Regions from separate parts of the Mus musculus genome. Here all the other regions are linked to region 3. A link is a contact called in public Hi-C, HiChIP or PLAC-seq and promoter capture Hi-C data. All regions are on one chromosome and are shown on one strand. The core of a region is the stretch at or near the end of the contact, and the rest is flanking DNA. Distances in the headings are between cores, read along the strand shown.

What was found. Promoter capture Hi-C pulls out the DNA fragments that hold promoters and counts their contacts. A called contact is a pair of places that touch in the nucleus more often than the background predicts. HiChIP or PLAC-seq counts read pairs in DNA pulled down with a chosen protein or histone mark. Capture Hi-C pulls out chosen DNA fragments and counts their contacts.
Region 1: a promoter capture Hi-C map of embryonic stem cells shows a contact between it and region 3, with 2.8 times the contacts expected there. The contact joins the promoter of Ttll1 here to the promoter of Efcab6 in region 3. A contact is called at or near these places in 6 of 39 promoter capture datasets (the 3T3-L1 cell line, cranial neural crest, embryonic stem cells and 3 more), 2 of 484 Hi-C or Micro-C datasets (the N1E-115 cell line and embryonic stem cells) and 5 of 115 datasets of contacts at active chromatin or transcription factors (astrocytes, embryonic forebrain, embryonic hindbrain and 2 more).
Region 2: an H3K4me3 HiChIP or PLAC-seq map of embryonic forebrain shows a contact between it and region 3, with 4 times the contacts expected there. The contact joins the promoter of Pacsin2 here to the promoter of Efcab6 in region 3. A contact is called at or near these places in 2 of 39 promoter capture datasets (cranial neural crest and hippocampal neurons) and 3 of 115 datasets of contacts at active chromatin or transcription factors (embryonic forebrain, microglia and pancreatic cancer cells).
Region 4: a promoter capture Hi-C map of pancreatic islet shows a contact between it and region 3. The contact joins the promoter of Prr5 here to the promoter of Efcab6 in region 3. A contact is called at or near these places in 1 of 484 Hi-C or Micro-C datasets (brown adipocytes) and 1 of 9 other capture datasets (pancreatic islet).
Region 5: a contact with region 3 is called in a Hi-C map of cerebellum, with 2.7 times the contacts expected there. The contact joins the promoter of 1700001L05Rik here to the promoter of Efcab6 in region 3. A contact is called at or near these places in 3 of 39 promoter capture datasets (cranial neural crest, hippocampal neurons and second pharyngeal arch cranial neural crest), 1 of 484 Hi-C or Micro-C datasets (cerebellum) and 1 of 9 other capture datasets (embryonic stem cells).
Region 6: a Hi-C map of cortical neurons shows a contact between it and region 3, with 5 times the contacts expected there. The contact joins the promoter of Poldip3 here to the promoter of Efcab6 in region 3. A contact is called at or near these places in 2 of 39 promoter capture datasets (hippocampal neurons and second pharyngeal arch cranial neural crest), 2 of 484 Hi-C or Micro-C datasets (both in cortical neurons) and 1 of 115 datasets of contacts at active chromatin or transcription factors (craniofacial prominence).

The regions. Positions count from the first base shown.
Region 1 is chr15:83,508,230-83,512,596 of GRCm38.p6, forward strand. Ttll1 (tubulin tyrosine ligase-like 1) reads right to left here and starts at 2,678. Exons shown (of 12, transcript NM_178869.4): 1 at 2,505-2,678.
Region 2 is chr15:83,461,815-83,466,611 of GRCm38.p6, forward strand. Pacsin2 (protein kinase C and casein kinase substrate in neurons 2) reads right to left here and starts at 2,792. Exons shown (of 11, transcript NM_001159509.1): 1 at 2,645-2,792.
Region 3 is chr15:84,063,439-84,067,962 of GRCm38.p6, forward strand. It overlaps Efcab6 (EF-hand calcium binding domain 6), which reads right to left and starts at 1,911. Exons shown (of 32, transcript NM_029946.4): 1 at 1,824-1,911.
Region 4 is chr15:84,677,855-84,682,295 of GRCm38.p6, forward strand. Prr5 (proline rich 5 (renal)) reads left to right here and starts at 3,144. Exons shown (of 8, transcript NM_146061.4): 1 at 3,144-3,465. The coding sequence starts at 3,329.
Region 5 is chr15:83,363,887-83,368,643 of GRCm38.p6, forward strand. 1700001L05Rik (RIKEN cDNA 1700001L05 gene) reads right to left here and starts at 3,411. Exons shown (of 4, transcript NR_027980.1): 1 at 3,104-3,411; 2 at 1,143-1,624; 3 at 1-42.
Region 6 is chr15:83,147,256-83,151,681 of GRCm38.p6, forward strand. It overlaps Poldip3 (polymerase (DNA-directed), delta interacting protein 3), which reads right to left and starts at 2,123. Exons shown (of 9, transcript NM_178627.4): 1 at 1,940-2,123. The coding sequence starts at 1,998. It overlaps Rnu12 (RNA U12, small nuclear), which reads left to right and starts at 2,390; the gene lies at 2,390-2,539.

The sequences.
Region 1 (4,367 bases), core at 1,428-3,927, 550 kb before region 3:
TTCAAGAGGAAGAAGAATTACTGTTTCAGGCAGGACAAGGCAGCTGGAGGTTAATACTTCCGAAAAGTAATCACAAGGATGGACCACTTACAACACAGTAGCCATTAATTTCTTGGGGCTGGAGAGATGGCTCAGTGGTTAAGAGCACTGGAAACTCTTGTGCCCACACTGCAGCTTAAAACTGTAACTCTGTATCAGAGAATCTGACCTGTTCTGGCCTCCACATGCACTGCCAGCACCTGCCATACAAGCCATGTGTAAGCAAAAACACCCATTATTTTTAAAAGAATGAACTGTTTATTTCTAGAATCTTCTGAACTGAAATCATGGAAGGTGAAACCATGGATATGGGGAGTTACTCTCTCTGGCACACATATTGTGTGTTGGCTTAGTTTGGCTCTTACTCATGGTGTGGCTGGCCCATGGGCCATTACCAGCATCATAGCATCTCATGGAACTGGTTAGAAAAATGGCCTTTTGAGAGTGGGGTGTGGCTGATTGGTAGACCACTTGCCTGACTTACAGGAGGCCAGGGGATTCATCCCCAGCACAGGAAGAGGAAAGGGAAAGGGGAAGCCAGGGAGGAAGAGGGGAGACAGAGGCGGAAGTAAGATTGGGTCTTGCCTTCCCCCACCAGTGATGTTCTAACTCAGATGCTTTGGAGGACCCAGGGAGCTGTCAGATGATGCTTACACACGCTCAGCGTTGAAATCCATTTGTCCACTTCATGTATGTCTCAACTCAGACACGTCAGCACAGGACTATCCCCATACCATACCTCCTGCTGAATCCCCAGCCCCCAAACAGTGTCTGGCAGCAGCAGGTACTTAGTAAGTACCTGATGAATTGTGCCAGGCCTGGTGGCACCAGGTCTCTACTCCCAGCACTGGGGAGGCAGAGGCAGGCAGATCTCCATGAGTTCCAGGACAGCATGGTCTACCTAGTGAGCTCTAGGACTCCACAGAGAGACCCTATCTTAAAAACAACAACAACTAAAAAAAAATTAAAATAAAATAGGTTGGCAAGATGGTTAAGCAGGTAAAAGGGGTTGTCTTGCAAGTTTGGTGCCCAGAGTTTGATTCCTGGAAGGCACATAAAGGTGGGAACCAAATCTACAACGTTATCGTCTGACATCCATGGGCCATACGTAGTACAAGTGTGTCCACATATACATAATGATAAAAAATAAGTGGAGTCCTGCATGGTGGCACTGGCTTGCAATCCCAGTGCTTGGGAAACAGAGGCAAGGGGATCAAAAATCTAAGGTCATCCTCAGCTACATAGGGAATTCCAGGCCAGCCCGGAGCTACATGAAACCCCCAAATAAATTCCCTCTGTGGAGGAGCAGATAAGTGCTACTCAAGCCAGTCAGTGAATGAGAGGAAGCCCAGCCCTCCATGGTGGAGAAACCAGCAACAATCACCTATAAAGACCTGGCTTCCTAGGAACATGCAGAATGCGACTCGGGGGAAGATGGGCAGCTCAGAACACTTGCTTGTTGGAGTACTCCAAAGAGCTTCAACCTCTGCTGTGATCACAGCCGCAGACAGGAGTCAAGGCAGCCTTCCTAGGAACAGCAAGATGAGAACTCACCAGAGTCTCATCACCCTTCTGTGTCCAGCCTCAGAAAGCAAGGTCCCTGCTTCCCACACTTTGACATTTTTACAAATCAGGGTCAGTGACGTCACGACGACACCAGGATTCCCAGTATCTATATTCTTTTCCAACAAGCTTTCAATGAAAGGGGCGGGGGGAAGCTATCTCTAAGAAAATAAGACCTAAATGGCTGGAGAGATGGCTCAGCTGTAAGACCCAGTCCTGCTCTTGCGGAGGACATAAGTTTGGTCCTCAGCACTCAGCACACAACCTTCTGTATATAATTCCAGCTCCAAGGAGCTCCCATACGCCCTCTTCTGGCTTCCACCAGCACTTACACTCACGTGCACCCCCACCCCCACCCCCGCGCACTGAGACACAAACATATACACATAATTAAAAATTAAATAATGAAGACTATTTAAATAAAGAAAATAGTATATAATACTGCACATCCATGACCTCCACTCCTCTCCACACCACTGTAGGTAGACAGTGCCATGACCTAAAGTGGCTGTCTACTAGTATCTCCCATTCATTGACAGCACAGCAGGGCTTCTCTTTTTGTGCCGCCATATGACATCACTGTTTTATGCTCATTAAGTGTTTCCCAAACAAAGCCTGTTTTACCAAGACCAACTTGGTTTGCAAGGCTATACTTCCTGCGTCCAGTTGAGGACGCAGTCCCTGCAACACCCCCCCCCCACCCCACCCCGCCCGGGCTCCACAGAGGACCACAACTCCCAGATCCCCCTCCTAACAAAGAGGGCAACATCTCGGGTCGGTGCAGTCTTGCAGAGGAGCAAGTAGAGCAGCCTTGAGCTCCCCGTACAGGTGCGGCGCCCCCCAACCTCCCCCAACAGATGCCACCTCAAACAATACAGGCTGTGGATGCACTGAAAGCCTACCTAGAATAGCCGGTAAGAAAGATAATGATGCAATTACAGCAGTTGAAGGCACAAGGCAAGTCCCAGGATATCAACAGAGAAAACGACGTTGAGCAGCGGAGACACGGACTGGGTAGCAGAAGCTAAACCGCCCGGATCCTTCACGGGCAAGCCCGCCTGCGCGTGCGCAATCTCCACGCGCGGCCACGCCCACGGCGCACAAGACCCCGCCCGCCCGTCCTCTCTACTGCAACCAGTCCGCCTTGCTCACTCCACTTCCGGAGAGGTGTCCTAGCAACCGAGAACGCGAAAACCGCTGGCGCTACTGCTTCCTGATTATTTTTTCTGTCCATGGTTGTGACACCTTCTTTCCTGCCTCGGTATTTTTCTGCGAGTTATCTATCCACCGCTTAGAGGCTAGAAAGCGCAAGGTATCCTATCCGCGCACCCTTCAGGGCCAGAAATGAGAGTTGTAAGGGCCAGGGCCAGCGGATAAAGGTGCTTGCAGCCAAGCCTTATCAGCTCAGTTCGACTCCCGGGACCTACATATGTGATGGATGGAGAGAACAGATACCTACAAGTAGTCTTTTGATCTCCACTCGTGTGCCATGTTGAACGCACCCCCTCCCCACGCCCACACACAATAAATGTTATTAAGAAATTAGTGAAGCCGGGTAGTGGTGGCGCATGCCTTTAATCCCAGCACTTGGGAGGCAGAAGCAGGCGGATTTCTGAGTTCGAAGCCAGCCTGGTCTACAGAGTGAGTTCCGGGACAGCCAGGGCTACACAGAGAAACCCTGTCTCGAAAAACAAAAACAAAAAACAAACCAAAAAAAAAAAAACCAACAAACCAAAAAAAAAAAGAATCTGGAAATTGGCTCAGAGGTTTAAAAAAACGTGCTGTGTTATTGCATAGGACCCACGTTCAGTTCCCAGCACCCATGCCAGGCTCCCCACAACCACCTGCATGTAACTCCAACTCGGGATCAGAAACCGGAAGCCAATGGCCTCCATGGGCCCCTGCACACATGTAAAAAACATTCGTGCACACACGCATGATAAAAACATAAAAATAGGACTGGAGAGATGGCTTGGCAGTTAAGAGCACTGACTTCTCTTCCAAAGAAGGGCAATACCCAGCACCCACATAGTGGCTCACAACCTTCTGTTAACTGCGCATATGGTGCATTGAAATATGTGTAGGCTAAACATACACACACACACACACACACACACACGAATAAAATTTAAAAATGAAAATTAAGTCCAAAAAAAAAAAAAAAAAAGACAGGATACAAGATGACAGACTGAGCTAGGCATCTGGAGGCCAAGCAGGTGCGGGGCAGGGTTAGCCATTGTCTCCTACTGACACTCCACTTTGCCATCCAGAAATCAGAGATGACGATTAACTCGTGTTTCTGAAGTTGTAATGTAATGTGAACATTTCATTCGGCATGTAGTGACAACAAGGGGCCCTCCCAAAGGATTTGAAGCATTTGTCCAGACGGTATGTTTTGTTTTGTTTGTTTGTTTTTTGTTTTGTTTTGTTTGTTTGTTTGAGACAGGGTTTCTCTGTGTAGCCCTGGCTGTCCTGGAACTTACTCTGTAGACCAGGCTGGCCTCGAACTCAGAAATCCGCCTGCCTCTGCCTCCCAAGTGCTGGGATTAAAGGCGTGAGCCACCACGACCGACTCAGACAGTATGTTTTATGTGTGCTGAGCTGCTGTGTCTCTGTGTGTGCGTGTGTGTGTGTGTGGGGACCAGAGGCCATTTCAGGTGTCTTTCCTGAGACACAGGCTGTGTAGTTCCTGAGCGGAGCACCACAAAAGCCTCCGAGGCACAAAAATCTTCAAAGCAGCAACAGGCTCCTCCCACGGCTGCCAC
Region 2 (4,797 bases), core at 1,542-4,041, 600 kb before region 3:
CTCCCAAAGGGTAGAATTACAGGCAAGTGCACAGTGGGAGAACTACTCTGTGTGTGCACCTGTGTGCAAGTGCAGGACAGAGTTTGATGACTGTCCACTTTATTTTGCATTAGAGTTCTTAATTTTATGCCATGGCCATTTGCCTGTATGTATGTATGTAAGTGCACCGTGTACAAACATGCCTGGTGCCTCAGAGGTTAGCAGAGGACACAGGATCCCCTGAGACTGCAGTTACAGGTGGTTGTGGTACCACGTGGGTGCTGTGACTCAAACCCAGATCCTCTGTAAGGATCTTACAGCTCTTAGCCACTGAGCCATGCCCCGTCCTCACCTTATTTTTTGCTGGGGGTTCAAGCGCAGGTCCTTAGGTTTGCACATCAGGTGCTTCACTGACTGAGCATCTCCCAGCCCCGGGAGACCTGTCCTTGTTAAGATGGCCTCTAGTCAGCAGACAGCACAGCCATCTGGATATTAAAATTCGGGGGCAGGGGGAGGAAATAAATCCCCAAAGAGCCATTCCAAAGACCACCAGCCACCGTTGAGATCCATCGGGGACAAGTTCAGGCCCATTTAGACATCGGGTCTACTTTCAGGTGTGAGGAGGGTGTGCAGAGGCCTTAAAGGACTCTGCCCCTAGTATACAAATCGACTGCATACCTCAGCCCTGCCTCCCTCTGCTGCCTTCAGGTATGCAGCTGTAGCTCCCAACTGGAAAAAAACTGAGCAGGCACTTCGGCCCATGTGAACATGATTATTACCTACATAATCTAAAGGGTGGCTTCCAGGAAGCCAGGTACAATGGGATGGTAGATAAGGCAGGCCAGAGTCAGCTGAGCGGTTGGTTTCAGGTGAAGCTGGCCATAGAGCACTCACGTATGCTTCACACGATGCCACAACAGTTAGCAATTTTATTACTGTTATTTGATAGTCCATAACATCCGTAACAACCGAGTGATGACCCCCCCCCTTTCAGAACCAGGAAGCCTAAGAATCAGGCCTTAACCCATCAGCATGGACTTTCAGGTAAAAGAAAAGAATAAAAAGATTAAGGGTGGCCAGGTACGGTGTAATACACCTTCAATCTCAGCCCTCAAGAGGCAGGGGCAGGCAGATCTCTGAAAAGTCCAAGCCAACCTGGCCTACTCAGTGAGACCCTGCGTCCAAAACAAACCCCTTAAAACTAAGGGCAACCCCCTATCTTCCCCCTAGAAATGCCTGGCCATTAGAAACCTGTACTGGCACTGAGGACTACGGAAAAGCCAATGGCACCTCTCTCTACCAGACAACATGGAAACTTAGATGTGTTTCTTACATACACACACTTTTACACTAATTATTATGGTTGGAAATAACAAACCCTAGCTCCCCAAACAGCATGAACTAAAATACCATTTCTAGTCCAATGAGTCTTTAAAAATCCTGCACAGAGAGAGCAGATCTAATCAGTCAGCTACTCCTCTGTGCTCAGCTACTTTCCCAAGTAATAAATATCCATCAGCCCAATGATCAGTTTCTTTAAAGCCTCTAAACTGCACACATCACACAAGTTTTTCATGTAGTGGCCTCACGGCTAAAGTAGCATAGCTTCACCAAGGAGACTGCCAAACTCTACAGTTCAGTGTAAATGCACAGACTAGAGTGTTCCAGGAAAGTCAGGAGAACCCCCAACTACGCTAACTCTCAAATCCGGACTTCTGTGGAAAAGTGAATCTGAGCGCCCAGGGACGGAAGAGGGAGGCTAACACAGAACCCAGTTCACCTGGCTGATCCCTTCACCAGGGGCTCCAAGCTGACAATCCCAGAGGTGCAAGACCAGAACTTAAGCAAAGTGGAAAACCTGCAGGGGGTAGGAAGGTGTGAGCTCACGTCCACAACTCGGGATTAAATAGATTTACATCAGGACAGTGCAGAAGTGTTTTTGCTAAACCGCTAATGAGTAGCCCTGGAGACTGTCAGCAACCTACTCCCCCTTCATCACTAAACCTAAGGACAGCTGCGGTCAAGGGAAGCCGACAAGGGCCAGGGATGGTGCACACAGCCCGGACCAAAACTATCTTCCCTCAAGGGGCCAACAAGAACGCAGCACCCCTGGGGCGTGTCTACTTCCAGGTCTAACCTCTAAGGCCTTGAGATCCCTAGCCAGCTCCTCTGGATCCACTCCTGGAAAAAAAGAAAAGTGGACCTTCTCAGAGGGGGTCCGCAAGCCTGGGGTCTTTGGGAAGAGAAGAGAACGCGGCTCTAGAGCCCCCACGGGAGGTAGGAGGGAATTGACGATTCGGATCCACTGAGTCTCGAAAACTATGAAAGTCAAAAAGGACAGCATGCAGCCTTTCCTGTCTCGCCTCACACCCCTAGTTCGTGTTCACCGGTCAGGCTTGGCTCTCACCACGGCGGTCACAGAGTGTGGGGAGGACGGAAATGGAAGGCAAGAGTCTGCAAAGCGCCCCATGAGTGCGTCCGCGTGGGACTCGTCCGCTCCGGCCGCCCTTCGGGCCTCCCGGGCTCCGCCCGCCGGCGCGTGGCCCCCCGCGCGCGGACTAGAAGTTTCGAGCGGCGCGGCCCCGCGCGCTCGGCCCCAGCGCGGCCTGACAGGGGTAGGCGCGGCCACCGACCCGTGTCCCAACCGTCGCGGCGCACCCCTCACCTCGGCCGCCGTTCGCCTCGGGTCCCACTGAGCACGCCGCCCCGGCCGGGCTGCGACTCCGACCCCTTCCCGTTCCGCTCCAACCGAGCTCCCCGGCCCTGCCCAGACCCGCCGCAGCCGCTTCTGCCGCCAGCCGCGACCGCGCCGCCCCCGCCGCGCCCGCTGTGCTCGCCCTATTGGTTGCCTGCATCCAGACCCCGCCCTTCGGCCCAGCGGCGCTCCAGATTGGATAGTCTAAAGCGGAGGCGGCACGCCCCCCCAGAAGCTAAAGGAACTACCTTGGGCTAGCATTAGCGGCCTTTCCTGTCAGTCAAACGAGGAGCTACTACTTAAGCCGCTGAGAGGCCAACACGGGTCACTCCCTGGGAGACGCCCAAAGGACCGGGACTAAAGGACTTTTTTTTAAAGTGGGCCAGAGTTTTGTGGTTTCCCTAGCACCCAGAACAACTGCGGTCCCTGATCTATAATTCAGATAAGGTGGACTTTGAGAAAGTTTCCTCGGATCTGGAGAAATTGCTACTTTTCTAGAGGACCCGGATTCCATTCCAAGTACCTAGTACGTAGAGGCTTACCCTGATCTGAAATTCCAGTTGGAGGGTTATCTGTCTGACGCCCTCTTCTGGCCTTTGTTGGTACCAGGCACGCACGAGGTACAGACATGCTAACACTCATACACACAATTTTTTTTTTTTTTTAAAGAAAGTTTCCTCCAAGCCAGGGATGGTGGCGCACGCGTTTAATCCCAGCACTCAGGAGGCAGAGGCAGGTGGATCTCTGCGTTCATGGCCACTGTGGTCTACATAGTGTGTTACAGGCTAACCAAAAACACAAAAAAGAAGAGGAAGTGGGGTGGAGAGACTTCCCTCCAGAGGATGCCGATATGGCCATCAGAGCACCAGACAATATACAGACTTTCTGCTTCTCACATAGCGCTGCCAGATAGGAGGTTGGCCCTATGAGCAAAGAGAAATAATGAGCCAAAACGGCTAATACCTCGCTGAGCACTACCTCACACAGTCCCGGCCAGGAGGACAGTAAGCGATGCGTGGGTGAGGGTCTGAGAAACTGACAGCAGGTAACTTTCTGGGAACTGTATGGAGTAAAGAGTAAATGGTGGCAGACAGTGGCTAGTGTCTGTAATCCCAGTACTCAAGAGGCGGATACAGGAGAATGGCTGAGAGCTCCAGGCAGCCTACGCAACCGAGTAATTGGAAGAAAGAAAGAAAAAAAGGTAAGGTCAGCCTGGAATATATAGTAAGACCCTGCCTCAACCTCCCTGCAAACAAAACAAAACAGAAAAGGCAGATGTAGTAGGTAGCACTTGGAAGGTAGAACAGGAGGGTCAGGAGTTCAAGGTCATCCCCAGCTACACAGGAAGTCCAGTTTTCAGGCTGGACATAGTGGTACCTGCCTGTAATCTCAGCATTTAGGAGGTAGAGGCAGAAAGATCAGGAATTCACAGTCATCCTCAACTGCATAGAGAGTTCAGGTCAGCCTAAGCTATATGAGACCTTGCCCCTCCCCCACCCAGAAAATATAAAATAACCTCCCCCACTCATATCCTTACAGTGACCAACATTTTCAATATGTATTTATTTATGTATTTATTTAATTACCCAGAGGCTAGCTGTATTGCCTGTAAAATACCCTTTTAACAATGATGTCTGTGACTCCTTCAAGAAAAAAAAAATCATCTCAGTAATTCCAATGTCTAGAAGTAGAGATAGCCAGGCATGGTGGTACATGCCTTTAATCCCAGCTCTCAGGAGGCAGAGGCTGGCAGAGCTCTGTGAGTTCAAGTCCAGCCTGGTTTGCATAGTGAGATTCAGGACAGCCAAGGCTACATATCCAGACTCTGTCTCAACAAAACAAAACAAAAGAATACAAGGTGGGGGGGAGCAGCTGGCAAGTGTTCGGTGAACCTAGCAAAGACAAGGGGCAACAATATCAAACACAGTGACATTTTTACTGTCCCAAGGTGGATAGAATATGACAGAGAGCAAAGACCTCCCAGAAAGCAATGAGCTCTACAGGGAGAAAGAAAGGGGTTCCTCTCCACTGGAGCACTTCAGGCATGCAAGAATCGAGGAGATATGGTAGGGAGGGTTGCTTGGCAGCAAATGGCCACTCCACCCTGCAAGTTCCTTCCCTTC
Region 3 (4,524 bases), core at 661-3,160:
TTAATACTCTCACCCTAGGTGCCTGGAAGTCAGTCTTCTACTAGCAGCCTTTGGAAGAAGATGTAGAAATCTTAGCTCTGCCTGTGCCATGACAGCCTGGATGATGCCATGCTCTCACCTTGATGATAATGGACTGAACCTCTGAACCTGTAAGCCAGCCCCAATTAAATGTTGTTTTCTAAATAAGACTTGCTTTGGTCATGGTGTCTGTTCACAGCAGTTAAACCCTAACTAAGACAGCTGCTTACTGGCTTGCTTCTCCTGGCTTGTTCAGATTGCTTCCTTATAGAACCCAGGACCACCAGCCCAGAGATGGCCCCACCCACTCTGGGCTGAGCCTTCCTGCCTCTGATCGAAAATTAAGAAAATGCCCTACAGCTAGCTGTCATGGGGGCCTTTCCTCAACTGAAGCACCTTCCTCTCTTGACGATTCTAACTTGTGTCAAGTTGACCCACAACCAGCCTGGATAATATCTATATGCAGAGTATCTGATATGCAACCCCCGGGTTGAGAACCCTTGCTCTATGAGCTTGCTACAGACCAATGAGGTAGCTTTATTAGAGTAATTACTTCATTAGCATCAAGTGGCTGAACAGGTCTGCAGAACTGGTTCTATTTGGGGGTGCTGATTAGCTGTCAGGGTCACAGCATAGGTGCTCAACTTCTGTATGGCTGGAAATGGGTGGGGGACACAGAATACAAAGTAGAAGTGCAAATAAAATTAGCATGCAAGATAACAAATATAAGGTAAGCTTTGTGGGTTTCTTCATTTTGAGACAGGGTTTCAGGTAGCTCAGGCTATAACTTGAGATCCTCCTGCCTCGGTCTCTCAAATTCTGGGATTGCATGTGTACACCACCATGTCCAGCTTCAGTAAGCATTTCTTCTAAATTAAAAAAAAAATTCCTACCTTAAACCAAGCACGAAAATGAACGTAAATAAAGCCAACACACAGATGACTCCAGTGAATTCTTTTTCCTCCCATTCATAGGCTGGACAGAAAACACCCATTCACATACACCCAAGGAGCCAACGGCAGGTTCGTTTTCCACTCCCTGGAGCTTAGGCAAAGAAATGTTTATTGAACTGAAGGCAACGGATTAAAGACCAAAATGAAGTGTGGTTTGTAAAGATAGGATTTATTTACCGTATTTCTCTAAGTTCACTATTCAAGGATAGATACAATTTAAGAGAAATAGGTGTTTTCCCCAGGGTGATATAGAAGCCCTTTGGAAGAGGCAGACTTGTGGAAAGTAAATATTTTCAGGAGGAGGAAGGTCATTTCTGTGAGGTTAAGGCCAGCCTGGTCTACACAGCAAGTTTTAGGCTACCCAGGGCTACATAGTGAGACCTTCTAAAAATAAATAAAACAAAACTTTTTTTTTTTTTTTAGGAGGGAAAGAAAAGGGAGTGGAAGGGTGAACTGGGGGGCCAGCCTTCAGCCTGAAAGCTTAGAACATTTCACGAAGTGCTTTCTTTCATATGGAATGTGGGCAATGGGGTTAACTGATATAGAACATGGCTGTGGAAGGCAGCGTTTGCCTGGAAGCAGAGTGAGGCGGTTCTGCCTTTGCTACTTGCTACTTGTGTGGTTAACAGGTCTTTCACCCAAGTCCTCCTCAGGACTAAGCAGAGAACGTTGTGTTCAGGATCTAGGTGGGGCGCAAATGAGCAGGGTAAGGAACGCTGCAAGCCAGGAGAAATCGGAGACCGAACCTCCCGCGGGGCCCGCCGCCCGCGCGCTCCCCCGCGCCCCTCGTTTCGCTCCTCACAGCCCCGCACTGCCCTGGTCCTCCGGGCCCCGCGCGCTCCCCCTCCTTACCCGGCTTGGTGGTCACCAACTCAGCCGCCAACTCTCCTGCTGCAGACCTGGCCGCTGGGTCCCAGAAGCAGGCATGAGCCAAGTCTTCAGGACGCTGTTGCCCCAGCAACCAGGGTACGTCCCAGGTGGATGGTAAATCCCCGCCCCCGACAAGTAGAGGAGTTGCGATTGGCCAAGGAGGCGGAGCCAGACAAGATTCGGGCCTAGGAAGGACTTCCTCCGGAAATGCTGTCCCTGGGAGAGGTGTGGGGTGTATCCCTCTTTTCTGTTTTTATTGTTATTATGTTGGATTTCTTTGTGATTGAAGCCGTGTCCCATGGACCTGCCCCACCTCTGAGAAGCAGAGTTATTTATCTTTACATTCTTATAGCAAAATATTCTTGTGTTCTTTTTCTTGTATAATTGCTATATTCATCAGAATTATATAAGCCTATTTACATATGCATATATAATCTGTGTGCGAATATGCACTTACTCAAATACATTATCGTCTCAAAAATAGTTATGTTGCAATTAAAAATAAGAAAGTAATGTTTAATTTTGCCCTCAAAAGATTACATTTATGTGTTTGAGTATGTGTCTGCCTGTGTGTTATGTGTACCGTGTGCATGCAATGCCCACAGAGGCCAGGTGAGGGCGCTAGAGTTACAGGTGGTTGTGGGCTGCCATGTGGGTGCTGGGAATCAAGCTGGGTCCTCTGCAGGAGCAGCAAGTGCTCTGAAGCACTGAACCATCTCTCTAGCCCTTGTGGATAATGAATCCAGCTTCCCCATGCCATACTTTCTGAGTGCTAGCTGGATGTCTGGTGAGCAAGATTAACTTAGAATTAGCATGTCTGGCAGAGGCCTATTTGTCTACTGTAGGGCATGACTCTACAAACACAAGACCTGCTTGCTTTGCCTACCACTATCTTTGGACTCCACCTTGTGCCAGTACATGGCATGGTATACAACCATAAGGCCCTCACAAATAAATTAGTACCAAGAGTACCCTAGACCTAGTCATCACGAGGGATGACAGTACTGATGTCATCAGTAATGGTCCTTCTCCCTGGCTCTGTGGAGTTCCCTTCTTAAGACACTGTCAGAGTTTGTATTCCTACACAAAACATCATGTCCAAGATGGGGAAGAGAGAGAGTTTATTCAGCTTACACTTCCACATTGCTGTTCATCACCAAAGGAAGTCAGATCAAGAACTCACACTGGGCAGGAACTTGGAGGCAGGAGCTGATGCAGAGGCCATGGAGGAATGCTGCTTACAGACTTGCCTCCCCTGGCCTGCTCAGCTTGCTTTCTTACAGAACCCAGGGATGGCACCACCCACAATGGGCCCTCCTCCCACCCTTGATCAATAATTGAGAAAATGCCTTACAGCTGGATTTCCTCGAGGGAGGCTCCTTTCTCTGTGATAACTCCAGCTTGTGTCAAGTTGGCACACAAAACCAGCCAGTACAGACAGACACCCGTGTAAGTACTTTATGTCTAGTTCAGTCTGCTCCACAGGACGCTGATGAGATAGGTCCAGTGGAAACACACACACACGATATTTTGTCCAAGGATTCACAGCTGATCAAGTCAGGTCCAGAACGAGAATCCACAGACCTGAGTCCACAGGCCCCACTTACAGACTTCCTGACTTCTTATTTGGAGAGGAAGTCACAGCCTCATGGGTAAGATACCCAGCACATATCTTTGCCAGCAGGTGAATTAATGAGTACTGTGCCCTATGCTGCACAACTGGACCCTAAGTAGCCCCTGCCCCTGGCCTATTTAAGGAGAAAGCAATCTCTCCTGCCCACTACCAGGCTGACACATTTATCCCTCTAATTGAATGACCAGGCCTCCCGTCATTAGGAAATAGCATCCATACACCCCTGACAAACATGCCATATGTTCATAATTTCTTTGACACCTTCTCTTGTCCCAAAAGAGAACTGCTTTTCAGAGAGTCCAACGCCTGTACTGGTTGTCCTGGGTCCCTTCACAGAGGGCTATGTGTTAGCCTTTTCAGAAACCTTTGCTTGTGTTTGTAGCCTTTTCAGAAGACATTCAGTCAAAACTATTTCCTCGTGGAGCTAAGACATTACTGGATTTTTTTTTTTCAATTCTTCTCACCTAAAAGAAGCTCTGCTGGAGATAAGATCAAAGAAGATAAGAGAATCCAGCTGCCTGCTAATAAACAGATTTGCAAAAGCCTTCTTATGTTGTTGTTTTGGGAAGTATTATTTTCATAAACACTTAACACACACACACATCCACACACATCCTGGAAATTTCTAGAAGTCTTTAGGGAGGAGAAGCTAGTCTGCAAATAAGAGGCAAGCAGGCCACAGCCTGGACCTTCGTGGGCAAACGCAGGGTCCCTTTTGAGCTTTGTACACTACTGGCCTTTTGCTTGCTATGTGCTCCAGCTTCGAGATCCATAGCAGAGGGCAGGGTCTCATCCCTGATGGGACGTGTTAAACCTAAACCTGGAGATTTGCTCATGTTTGGTTTAATTTTTTGTGTTTCCCCCTCCACTTCCCCAATCTTTACTCTGTAAAGTATTTTCCTGCACTGGCAATTTCTTACTTCTGTGTGAAGAGTTGACTATTTTTTTCACAAGAAGCTAAATTCAGCTTACGTGTTTATTGCCCAATGAAATCATAACACCTATTAGTGTGGGTTTGATCTCTGTCCAGACAGAGCAAGCTCTGTATCA
Region 4 (4,441 bases), core at 1,894-4,393, 620 kb after region 3:
CCAGGAATTCTGCCAAACAATGGCTGTTGTGTTTTGGTTTGTTGGGATTTTCTGATACTTCGGGCCACAGGAACACTTTTATAGGAGTTAGTCTTGCCCCCGCCCAACTCCTCCTTTGTCTTTGCTGAGGAGTTAACAGCCTGGTTTCCTCCTAGACTCTACCTTGGATTTCTGGGCCCAGGGAGCTCTGCCCTTTGCTGCCTACCACCAACACTCACACCTAGCAGCACCCGAGCTGCCTACCACCAGCCCCAACACCCGGCGGCACAGCACCCCCGCGTCTCTGTCGCACTTCTGCCTTGGGCTGTGGGTGTAGCCAGTGTTCGTCTGTGCTGGGGCGGGGACAGCTCGTTTCTTTGCTCTCTGGAGATGTTGTCTTTTTTTTTTTTTTTTTTTTTTACTTTCCTTTCTTTGAGACACTGTCTCCTAAGAGTCTATAATTCGCTATGGGGCTGGCTGCAAACTCAGGGCAATCCTCCTGTCTCAACCTTCCAACAACCAAGATTTCAGGCCAGCACCCCTACACTTGGCACTAGAGATGTCTTTTAAGTCTCACCCATTCTGGATATTGCTTGTCCTGCTTCTAGCCCCTTCCCTAGGAGCCCCCTGCAGCTCACTTCTTCCTTCCTCTCCTGCCCACTGTGGCCTCCCCTCCCCTACCAGCCTTCTCCCTCCCTCTGGTTACTCAGACTGCCTCTCTGTTCCCATCTGGCCACTCCTGCCAGACGGGCAGCCAGGGGTCAGTTCTGCCCCTTGTCCTGCCCAACTGCTGAATAAAAGGTCAGGCTTCTCTGAGGGGACCAGGGTTTTGCTGCAGCGACACCCGTGGCAGAGAAATGGTGGCCTCGTGTTTATGCATCTTGGTTTTCACCGATCTGACCTAAAACATGAGATAGATATATCTAGCCATTCCTATTGAGTAGCGACTGTGTGCCAAGCATAGGGAAGGTAGATATGAACAAGTTCCTGCTCCTGGCTCTGATAGACAATGTCAGGAAAGCCAGATTAAGTCTAAACAAGGGCAGGGGCAATCAGAGAAAGGAGAGATGATCTTCAACTTTGATCTCCACTGAAAGGGGTTCTGGAGAGCAGGGAGGCTCGCAGGTTTTGAAGGCATCTCAAGGATTGGGGGCCTCGGGCTTGCTCTTCAGCACAGTGGGAACTCAGGAGGGCAATGTGTGCCATGGCCAGCTCTAGTTATTGTTTGTGAGGGCAAGAAGCAACAGTCAGAAAGAGTGGTCAGAAAGGATCTGTAGTTCAGGCTAGGGTGCTAAGAACCAAGGATGGGGCAGGGTGGGTAGACTCAAGAGGAAGGCCTAGTACATGTATCCGATCTTTTTTATTTTAAAATTTTGATTATGTGTATGAGAATGTGTGCCTGAGTGTGGGTTTGTGTACTTGCATGCAGTGCCCCAAAAAGGCCAGAAGAGGGTGCTGGATTCACAGAGCTGGAGTTACAGGTAGTTTGTGAATTGCCACATGCTAGTGCTGAGAACCAAACTTGTATCCTCTGAGAGAGCAGTTCAGCCTGAGGGTTAGGGTTGTGATTTTACGTTGGCCGGCATTCATACCTATCCTGACGCACATAGAGTTTGTAGGCAGAGACTGGACATACTTGATACAGGATGTAAAACCCCAGGGTCTGGAAGGATAGAGAGAGACCATGGATGTGTGGCCTTCACTTTCCAAAACACAGGAAACTGAAGCCTTTGAGAAGTGACTCACCCAAAGCTTACAGCTGCTCCAGGGATGGAGAGCACCCACCCGGGACATAGGACTAGCCACAAGGCTAGTGCTATGGAGCAATGACAGCCCTCCCCTCCCCTCCGCTCCCCTCCCCTCCCCTCCCCCCAGCCATGCTGACCACCACTGTACACCTGAGTGAGCAGTTTCTACACCCCCACCTGAATGCCGCATCCTCCCAGACCTGGGTTCCTTGACTTGGTTCAGAAAGCTGGTGCCTGTTGTTTGGAGACTGGAAAATTCATCTGCTGTTGACCCCCAAGTCAGGTCCTCACTGGGGCCATTGACTGAATGAAGGAGGTAGGAGCAGCCCAGCCCTTCCCTGCCCTGGCTGCCATTTCACAATAGGTTGAGTGGCCTTCGGCTCTGTGAGAGTTCTTGCGAACAAGGAGTTGTCTGTTTGATCCTTGCCTCCTAAGACAGGCATGTGGGGGTGTCCAGTACACAGTGGCTGGTTAGGAAATGCTGATGGTGGGAGTTGAACCATGACTCTACTCTCCTGCAAGTCACCTGGGGCTGTGCTTGGAAGTGGCAGGCAAAACGAGTGGGACTCCCAGATCTTGCTTGAAGGAGGCTGTGTGTCAGGAGCTGGGGTGTCAGGGGCACTGTGTGTTCGTGAGCCTTGGTCCAGCCTGCCATGTTCTGGTGGCAGAACCCGGGAGAGATTATTTTGCCCTGGGTGCCCCCACAACATTCCCAGCAGGTAGAATTCAAATTTGCCTCAATGCCCCAGGGCTGTCCTGTCCTAGGATCATTTTGCCTTGTGCCTAAGTCACCAGGATTGAGGAGACACTCTGACTTCTACCATACAAGGGGATCTGGGATTCAGGGGGTGCCACTGTCCTCCATTCCTTCAACTCTCGGTGCAACAACCCCTCTGGCCAGTCAATCATCCAAGGTACCGGCCTGAGAGGACCCTAGTCCCTGGCCCCTCCCCCGAGAAAAGGCTCTAGGACAGCCTGGTCATGCTAAACTCAGGTGGGGTGGGGCTGATGGCTGAGGCACCCGGCAGAAAGCTTTGATCCGCAGTGGGCGGAGCCTGTGTCCACGTGAAGGGGTCTGGATAGATCTCTGTGGGCACAGCCTTTCCTCCTGGGATGGGTGTCTGGAGAGGGAGTGAGTTCAAGAGACGTTAATGGGAGCCTATGAGTCCCTGTGCATGGTGTGTGTGTGACCACAGGGTTGGTTGGGTGCCGGGTGGACAGTTGGGATTGAACTGCTCTGTGGCTCCTGTGTGGTGGCTTCCGAAGGGAAGAAGGGAGGTGGCTGAGAGCAAAGGAGCCAGCCCCTTGAGCTGGCCCTTTGGCCGCAGAGGGCTCCAAGACGCCGGCCCCGCCCTCCCAACAGGAGACCACGCCCACTATGGCCCCGCCCAGGCTGGAGGCCCCGCCCCCGGCCTGCTTTTGCGCTCCGAGCGCTCCACGCTGAGCCGCCGCGAGCCATGGTTCACAGGGCCCCGCGCTGGGAGTGCTGCCCCGGGCGGGGGCGCAGGACCCGGGCGGGACCCCACGGGGTCGCCGGGCTTGCTGCTAGCCGCCGACTATCGTCGTAGGGGACGCGGGGGCGCGTGTGGGCCGGGGTGAGCATGAGGACTCTCCGCAGGTTGAAGTTCATGAGTTCGCCCAGCCTCAGTGACCTGGGCAAGAGGGAGCCGGGCGCGGCGGGTACGGACGAGCGGGGCACGCAGCAGCGCCGGGCCTGCGCCAACGCCACCTGGAACAGGTAAGGCGCGCAGCCCGGAGCGGCGTGGCCGGAGACCGCACCGCGCCACTTTGCGCGCAGCTCGCCCCGCCGCCGGGCCGTGCGCGGGGAGGGAAGTGAGTGCAACGTGTCAGCGGCTAGAGCCCACGATCGCTCCCCGGGGGTGGGTGGGTGGGTGGGCGGCCGGGGAGCAGGAGGCCTCTGAGCCCCCACTTCGCAGGGGCGCACTTGAACCTCGCGGGCCCCCGGCGGGGCGCCGCTGCACTTCCTGTATGCGTGTCGGGCCCTCGGCGCGGGGTGGGCGGTGGCTTTCCCTGAGTTGGACCCCGGGCCTCCCAGCTGTCCGCGGGGGTGCGCCAGCTGCCAGACATTCCTTACCGGACCCTTCCGGAGGCCCATCCAGGACCAGCCGGGCGTGGGAAGCCCCTCCCCCAGCTGTGTTCTCAACCAGTCACAGATAGTTCTTTTAGCCATAGTTCCCCGGTGGGTCTCCTCTTGGCCCTTAAGGAAAAATTAAAAAAAAAAAAAAGTATTTCCATCCAAAGTAAAACACGGATTGAGGGAGGTTTGTGGATGCTGGCTCTCCACTCCACCCCTCCACCTGGCAGAGAAATCCTGCCAGGTTCTTCACCCTCTGTGGTCTGCCACTAGGGACACGGCTGTCACTTGGACACATGTCTTCTGTTCATCTAGTCTGAGAGCAATCGGGGGGGGGGGGCACCCGGCTGCCAGCAGGGACCCTAAGTTCCTCCACTAAGCTGCAGCCTGCCTGAGAGCTGAGACTACCTACCTTAGTTTCCCTCTCTGCTGGGCCTACACCGGTCTCCTCATTGGGCTGGGAGCAGAACTGTGAGAGAAGGAAGACTCCTTTTCCCCAGAACTGCTCAACCACTCTCTTCGTCCCCTTCCTTGTCTCTGGCCAGGGTTTAGTGGAGCCATGCTGACTTTTGGCTCAGATTTCAACTCCACTCCTCTGTTGTGTGGCCCTAGGCAGTTG
Region 5 (4,757 bases), core at 2,161-4,660, 700 kb before region 3:
ATTTGCTCAGCTCTGACTTTTAGCACTGCAGTCAAAACACACCTGGAAGAAAAATGTTACATACTGATAATAATTAAATTCTATTAGCAGGTCCTATTATATTATACAGCACAGTACACACTTAGCTTAGCAGTTGTCTAACACCCACACTTTAAATTCTGATAATTAGGAAGCAAACCTATTTGTTTGGTACTGTGGCAGCAGGCTAAGCTAGGTGTAGCCTTCCTCCCATTCTCTGCCTGTTTTCCCCTGTGCCACCATGCTGGAACAGGCTGTTGTCATTCACCAATGACTTTCTGATTCCAGGCATCACTGTTGCCATCTCCAAGATGCCTGTCTCTCTGAACAGGCAAGTCAAGCTTCCACAGCAGGCACGACTAGTTAACAAGCAGGCAATGGCTGATAAACCAGCAGTAAAAAGGCATTATAGACTATATTATCTGCATCTCTAAAGAGCAGGGTGTACTGTTTCTCTAAACTAGCAATCTGGAGAATGCTATCAGCTAATTCCCTGCACAAGCCCTAACTTGTGGTGAAGGACAAATACAAGTAGATCGTGCAGACAAGTGACTATCTCTGGAGCTATTTTGACAGCAGCTGGCCTCTGAAGGCGTTCCCCATTTCATCTCTTGGCTAGATTTTGCTAGAATCTTCTAAGCAGCTGACACAGAGAAATTAGGCATGGACTCTGCCAGCCTGTGGGACTTTGTAAATATCACAAATTGGATGGAATCTGCTGCCTTTAACAAAGTTTTGACATCTCTGTTAGGGTGCCAGAAAATACTGCATGGTGTATATGCAACATAGTTGAGGGCATTCTGCCTGACCTCAAGAACACAGACACCCAATAATCAGTTAGATGATTACAGGATGACCACGGCCAGTGTCACCTCCCTTCTTCCTCACAATGGGGTGCATCCTGATATAGTTTAAGGAGCTTAGCTATTACATACAGTGTCTGAGATCTTTTACACAGACACCGTCTTTTACAGACACCGTCAACTCTTAAAGGAGTTTTTCTTTGTCTGAAATAATGTCTCACACTGTAACTCAGGCCAACCTGAAACTTATTTCTCCTAAACTAGACTTGAACTTCCTCCTGCCTCCCCCTTCCAAGTGCAGAAATGATAGGTGTGACTCACCATCCATTCTTAGGGAAAGACTTAAAGATGAGGTGTGCAAGCCATCTTCAAAGGTAAGTGGCCCAGCTTCCTTTGTGGTAGTAGCAGTGCTTTTTTGTCCTGCTGCTTTCAACGAGCTGAAGAAAGTGATTTAAGCAGGGCCTCTCAACAGAAGCAGAACCAAGAGAATGAGAGGATGTTTCACTGTTAATTAAGGACCCAGAGATCCCAGTTTTGGTCGGATCAGATATCTGGGAATGAGTCTTGAAAGGGAGTTAATTGTGGTCATTTTTCATCACTGGTACCCCATTCCATGTGTTAATTATTAGGGGATTAATGGGTCATGGTGGGTCCTCCATCAGTCAGCCCTAGAGTCCAGGCACTTTTAGGATGCATTATGTTGTATTTACTTAAAACCAATGAATCATGTCTTCCTTTTGTGTGTAAATGCCATGTCTTCTTGTTGAGCTAAATATTGACAGTCATATCCTATGCCAGGCATTCTGCTGCAAAACAATAAAGCAACATGAAAACAAGTGTTATCTAGGATTTTAGAACCTTAATTTTCATTTTTTAATATATGAGTTTTTTACCTGCATATATGTCTGGGCACCCTATATGTACTTGGTGCCTATGGAGACCAGAAGAAGGTTAGGGATCCCCTACAATTGGAGTTATACACGGTTGTGAGCTGCCATGTTGGTGCTTGGAGCAACCAGTGCTCTTAACTTCTGAGTCATCCCTCCAGCCCAATTTTATAGAACTTCAAATATCTGTAATAATATTGGGGCTGGGAGATGGTTTAGCTGTTAATCACACTGGCTGTTCTCAGTAGTGGTTCTCAGTAGTGGCAATCATCAAACTCCAGTTCCAAGGAATGTGATGCCCTCTTCTGGCCTCCATGAGCACCAGGCACACAGATATACATGCAGGCAAACCACCTAACACACCTAAAATAAAAAATTTTTAAATTGTAATATAAGCCCTCTGTGGTCAGGTACTTGCTTAGCATGTTTGAGGCTGTGGCTTTGCACTGATGAGGGCTTACTCATGGGGCCTAGGGAGAGTTATCAATATAATTACTGTATTAGCAACACTCTATTGTATATGTAATGTGCAGTGAAGAGAACTTAGGTCTGTAAGCTATATCCTACTCTACTTGCCTCTAAACCTTCAGTAAGAAACCTAACACATAAATGAATGCTGACCAGGATGGTACCCAGCGGGTACACTGTCCCTTACAATGCACTGGGCAGTGGCTGTAGCTCACAGGACAGACCCTTGGGTATGATTCTTCTCTGCACTGACCATTTGCCCAATCATCCTCCACCTTTTGTGCAATCTCTTTTACCAAGGTAGTCTATGTGACCAGTAAAATGTGGAAAAAAGACAACATACAATTTTCAAGATTAGGTTATAAAAGGCACTATGGTAAACTGGGTGGTGGTGGCACACAGAGCCAGGCAGAGCGCTTTGAGTTCCAAGACCAGCCTGGTCTATACAGTGAGATCCGGGACAGTTAGGGTTACACAGACAAAATGTCTCAAATAAATAAATAAATAAATAAATAAATAAATAAATAAGGGGAAGCTCCATGGAAACAGCATGGTGGCACACACCAAAAATCCCAGCACTTGAGAGGCTGAGGCCGGAAGATTGGTAGTTTAAGGCCAGCGGGTCACTTCTAAATAATCATGATTCGAGGACCCTCGGAGAGTCCTGTGGAGAAAAGTGACAAGGGTGCGGCACTAGCTCAACAGCTAGAGGGGGACGCGACCAGGCGTGCCAGTTAAGTGAGGTGCTGTTAACTTTTCCTGGGGAGACGCCACCAAACCCCAAAAAACCCCTGGGGGACACGAACCACAGCCCAAAGCGCGATTTCACAGAAGTCTCTACAACTCGGCGAGACAGAAGTCTCTACAACTCGGCGAGACCCGTGAGGGTACTGGACGTGTACGGAGCACCAGTGACGGGTTACTCACGGGCGAGGGCGAGCAGTGCTCCAAGTCACTCAGAACCCGCGTGGGCGAATACGACCGTTGACCAACCGGGCGCCTTCTCCTCCTCCTCCCACGTCCATTGCCGGGTTCCGGGCTCGCCAGGCGGCCTCTATGTGGTTGCTAAGCACGAAGCGCAGGCGGTAGAAGATGGCCAGTATGTCCTGATTGCCAAGGTTCCCCATGGCCACCTGACGATCCAGAGGCATGGCGCCCGGACCGAGCAGGACCTCCTGAGATTAACTGTTACCGCCGCCGCCTCAGAGACCAACTGCCGTGGGCGCGCGCTCACAGCGCGTGGAAGTAAGCTCCGCCCCCAACGCCCCGCCCCCCAGCCCCGCCCACACCCAGCGCCCCAGCCACTCTTCTTCTGCCTCTCGCGCAGGCCGCTCTGGCCCTGCCCCCTCAAGCCCCGCCTCCTGCTCGTCGCCCACGTGCCGCTCGTTCTGTTCCCGCCCTTACTGCCCTCACTGCCCTCACGTGCGCAGACGCCAAGTGCTCAGGTGCGCCTGCGCCTCTACAGAAAGCGAAGGGGTGGCCAAAGCAGGACTTTACCCTCACGCTGTACTGTCACTGGTCCTGTTTTATTCTCCGCTAAAGCCAAACCCTGAATCTGTGGTAGAAAATTATTATTATTATTGTTATTATTTTTTGTAGAAAATTTTGGTTTTGGTTACTGGAGAGACCGCTCAGTAATTAAGAGCGCTGAGTGTTCTTCAAGAGGACCCAAAGTTGGATTGTCAACATTGACAACCTCAGTTGGAGGGGGACTTCACACCCTCTTCTGGCCTCCACACACAGGCAATAGGCACTATAGGCTCGTGGTACAGATATACATAAATACAGGCAAAGCACAGTAACAGGAAATAAAAATCATATATACATATACATAAACATACACACACACATATATATATATGGAGAGAGAGAGAGAGAGAGAGATGGGGGTCGTATGTAATCCAATTTAGCATCGAACTCATGTAGTTGAGGATGAAGCTGACTTTTTGATCCTTCTGCCTCCATAAACCGAGTGTTGGAAGGACAGACATGCATCACCACCGTGTTTCTGCTCGGATGGAAGGGTATCCTGGGACTTGGAAGCCCAGGAATCACAGCTACTCCTGAGCAAGGGGGAGGGGGCTTCTCTGGAATGTGGCTGATATGTCCAATGAGATATTAACTATGAATATCTGTGTATATGCTTGTGGTCATCTGAGAGTCCTGGAGCTGGTGACCCTCTGGAAGAGCCTTAGACTATCTTAAGTAATGAGCCATCTTTCCAGCACCCCACGAGCTTAGCTAGCACCTGGGCTCCACCCCAAGCTTACAGGACACCAGTAACTGGAAGGCTGAAACTCCAAGCAGGTGCCTCTTTTAGAAGGGTGTGGGGTAGCTGGAAGGCTGAAACTCCAAGCAGGTGCCTCTTTTAGAAGGGTGTGGGGTAGCTGGAGAACCTGGCCTCAGGTAGGGTGCAGCTGTAGAAGAAGAGGTTTGAGAGTCAAGTTCAGCTGGCTGCTTGCCAGCTCCCTGGCTTTCAGCATTTTCTTCTCCAGGGGTGCCCTTTGCGCCTCTGCACTGTTTTGTTAACTCTTTTCTTTTTTCTTTTCTTTTCTCTTCTCTTTTATTTTTTCTTTTCTAT
Region 6 (4,426 bases), core at 873-3,372, 920 kb before region 3:
TCACCAGCCACATCCGCCTTGGAATTGCTTTTGGGAATGTCCATGGTCCTCCCTTGTTGCAGACATGAACCAATATAACTGATGTCTGTGCAAGTTTAACATGAAACTAAAATAACCATGAAGAAGTGCAAATAAAATGTCATGGAGTGTCTGAAACACACTGCTGACCTCTGCAAGAAAACACATATTACAGGCCACCCCAAACTCCTCACTAGTGTGACCTCCTCCCCAGCACCCATGTAATTGGTTTTGTCTTTAAAAACAATGTATCCCCAAGCATGGTCACTAAGTGACTGACTCATGGCCTAGCCATCAATAAAAGGTCTCAAAACTTTTTTTGGTTTTGTTTGTTTGTTTTTTTGAGACAGGGTTTCTCTGTGTAGTCCTGGCTATCCTAGAACTCACTCTGTAGACCAGGCTGGCCTCGAACTCAGAAATCCGCCTGTCTCTGCCTCCCAAGTGCTGGGATTAAAGGCGTGCACCACCACTGCCCCGCTCAAAACTTTTAAATGGCTTAATCATTGTGGGTGTCAATCTCTCTTACGACCCAGAAGACATGTGACAATAAGAGCTGGTGAGCTGGGTGGCACTGAGATTGGAGGGAGCTTGTCTCCTTTCAGTGTAGGAGGCAACAGTGTTTACTAGACACAGGCGTAGGGAAGGATTGGCATAGCTGAGCAGATCAGTGTCTGGGAAAACAGTTCCTTAAAAAAATAAAAAGGTTTATTTATTTTATGTATGTGAGTACACTGTTACTGTCTTCAAACATAGCAGAAGAGAGTACATCAGATCTCATTACAGATGGTTGTGAGCCACCATGCTGCTGGGAATTGAACTCAGGACCTCTGGAAGAGCAGTTGGTGTCTTAACTGCTGAGCCATCTCTCCAGCCCCAGGAAAACAGTTCCTGACACCTACAGCAGTGTATCTATATGCCTGCTGACCACGGGCCGACTTAACCACTTTTTCACCTGCACATTTATAAAAGCTAGAAATGGCTATCGATGTTTAAGAGTATGTTGAGTCTGACTGTCTCACTTAAGACATCAGGGCATACATCCATGAATGCCAATGCCACCCTCTTGGAACTGTTTTGTCTGTCTTTGCCTGAGGCCAACTCAGTTGGGGCACTCGGTGGCCTTGGGAAAGTCTTTCTCTCTGGCTCCAGCTTTCCCGTTTGTGAAATGCGGAATAAAATAGTTAAGCAACAGCGGAGCGCCTGGAGCACCAGCTACTCAAGAGACTGAGGCAGGAGGATGGATTTGAGATCAGGAGTTCCTGGATAACATGGAGGACGCCGGCTCTCAAAACGGAAACAAACTGGCCTGTCATCTCAGCCCTTGAGAAACGGGAGGAGGAGGGAGACTCTTGGCGTTTTAAGGCCAGCCTCGGAGACGCAGCGAGTTCGAGGCTCGCTCCGGCTATGTGAAAGCCGGCCTCAAGAGAAAACAAAACGATCAGACAACCATTACAGATATCACAGTGAAAGGAACAAGGCGTCTCGCCTATGAAAGAGCTCTTTGCTTAAAACGGGTCGGGCTAAGCACCGTGGCATAGGAGAACCAGCAGAACTGGCCATAAACAGCTCTGGGCTGGCGGCTCCTCCGCTCAACTTCCGCCCTCTTAACTCCCAGGACCTAAAGGCCGAGCGGAGACGGCGCCACCGTGGTCCCCCCGGACCCGATCCTCCGGGGAGCAAGGCCCTGGCCCGCCCAGCCCTCGGCTCGCCTGCGATCGGGCCTCCCGGGCCTCCCGGGCCCAGCAGCCAGTGGACCGACCAGCAGCTGGGCCCGCGCGGCCGGGCCAATAAGGAGCGCGGCGGACGCAGGGGGCGGGCGCAAGCGGCGTCGCCCCCCGGAGCCGCTCCCTCCTCCGCCCCCGAACCCCAAGAAGCAGCGAGGCCCCTACGAGCCTCGAGGAAAAGGGAAAGGGCCGCTCACCGTCCCTTGGCCGCCGTCCCGCGCTTCCGGATGAGCTCGTCCAGCGAGAGATCGGCCATCTTGCGGCGCGCAGCTAGCGGAGAACGGAGGAGAAGCCGACTGCGGCGAGCCCGCCCCGCGGCCGGAGTCAAGAGCGGCTTCCGGCAACCCGGACGGCCAACTCTCGCGACAGCTCAAACGAAAAGCTCGAGACGGAAGGGGTGGAGCCTCTCTCCCCGTGAGCCTTTGCGGTGCTCGCTTCTAATTTGCATGGAGGAGTCCGGAGCCTTATGGGCTCTCTCTCCCCCCTCCTCCTTTTGCTAATGAGGAATTAGAATTATATCGATCATAAACCATTAAAAAGCATTATCAAGAGGACAAGTCTTTTAGTCATACAGCCGATCGGACACTCACCATACTTGTAATGAGAATATAATTTCTTACCCCTGAGGAACGTAGACACGTTCCTCATGCCTTAAACTTATGAGTAAGGAAAATAACGATTCGGGGTGACGCCCGAGTCCTCACTGCTTATGTGAGAAGAATTTTTGAGCGGGTATAGGTTGCAATCTGAGGCGACCCGCCTACTTTGCGGGATGCCTGGGTGACGCGATCTGCCCGACCCCCTAATTCTACAAGAATAGAAAGCTTAGCAGCTCCTCTGAATGGTTGCTCTCAGGTGCTAGTGGTTGCAAGTCGTATGTTGATGCCTGCCTTTGCCCTACCTGGTGTGTGAGCGTGAGCGCGCCCCACCTCTCCAGCCTCTCTCTTACTGTTTTTCAGACAAGATGGGACTGTTGTTCTCCTACTGCTATGTACCTCAATTTCAATTGATCATGCCTGGACATAACTGCCCATGTTGTAAGGTCGTCTACGTTGTAAGGTCGTGCTCAGTTTCTGATGCCTAGACTAGTCACCTTTCCGTTTGCCTCCTGACTGTGTAAATGAGGCAAATGAAGGTGGTCTCTTAACTGACATGTTAGTGTTTGACCTATGGGATAGTTTCTCATTGTTGAGACAGAATTTCTAGAAGCTGGTCCGCTGAGCGGCTAAGAGCACTTGCTGATATTGCAAAGGATCTACCTGGGTTTGGTTCTCAGCACTCACATGGAAGTTCACATGTAACTCCAGTGCCAGGAGATTCAATGCCTTCTTGACCTCCCAGGCTATTGCATACATATACATACATACATACATACATACATACATACATACATATATGTGTATACAGGCAAAACACTCATAAACATAAAAATAGATAATTTTTTCAAAAATAAAAACATGATGCTCTTGGGTCAGTTTCTCATGTTCCCTTGAAAATGTACATGTTGGGGCTGGTGAGATGGCTCAGTGGGTAAGAGCACCCGACTGCTCTTCCGCAGGTCCAGAGTTCAAATCCCAGCAACCACATGGTGGCTCACAACCATCCGCAACAAGATCTGACTCCCTCTTCTGGAGTGTCTGAAGACAGCTACAGTGTACTTACATATATTAATAAAATAAATCTAAAAAAAAAAAAAAAACTATCTGCCATATGGAACATTTAAAAAAAATGTACATGTTATGAAAGGAAGGCCTTCCTAAGAGACAAGAATCAGTTTCCCACAAGAATATTCACGAGCTTGGCTCAGGAATCCCAGGCTACTAGTTTGAAATGCCCTATGACTGAGGCTTTGGCAAAGTGGGGACTTTGATCAACCTGGACTGCCCCCATTCTCAGGACATAGACTCTACAACTGGAACCCCATCCCTGCTGCCAGGGCCTGAACTACAGGTCCACTACCGGGTCAGCCATTAAAAAACAAAACAAAACAGAGCATCAGGGTTCAATGGAAGGCTTGGCAGGATCCAGGAAAACCCTAAGGTTCAGCATCCGATACTGGAGAAGCATCCTGGTCCTGGTGGTAGAACTGCGAGTGGGTCTAGACTTGATCTCTTTAAGTAGAGAACACCAGCATACAACACACTCGTACCTCTACGTGCACACGAGGAAGAGAATCCCAGGGTGGGTAAAGGTTTAACCTCACTGCTGGGGCCAAGTTGAGCTATGCAGAATATAGGAACAGGCCAGAGGGGTCTTGCCTATAAGGTCCTAACTCCTCTAACAGTGAAGTTGTTAAAATGTTTTCCTTCAGTACATGGGACTATAAGGAAATTATCTGTAATGGCTGGTCCTGGTTGTCAACTTGACTCTATCTGGAATGAACTACAATCCAGAATTGGAGGGCTCACCTGTGATCCAGATCTTGAGGCTGGGAGATACAAGTTTCTGACTTGGATCTTGGCATGGAGATCTTGAGGCATAGTGGCTATGAATCCCAGGAGACTAAGGCAAAGAGATCTCTGAGTTCAAGGTCAGCCTGGGACAAAACAAGTCCCAGATTCAGGCATGGTGGTACACACCGTTAATCTGGGTCACACCTTCTGATGGAGGCCTACATAAGGACATTGGAAGAAGAAAGATTCACTCTTTGCCGGCTTGCATTTGCCAGCACATCTTTTGGAATC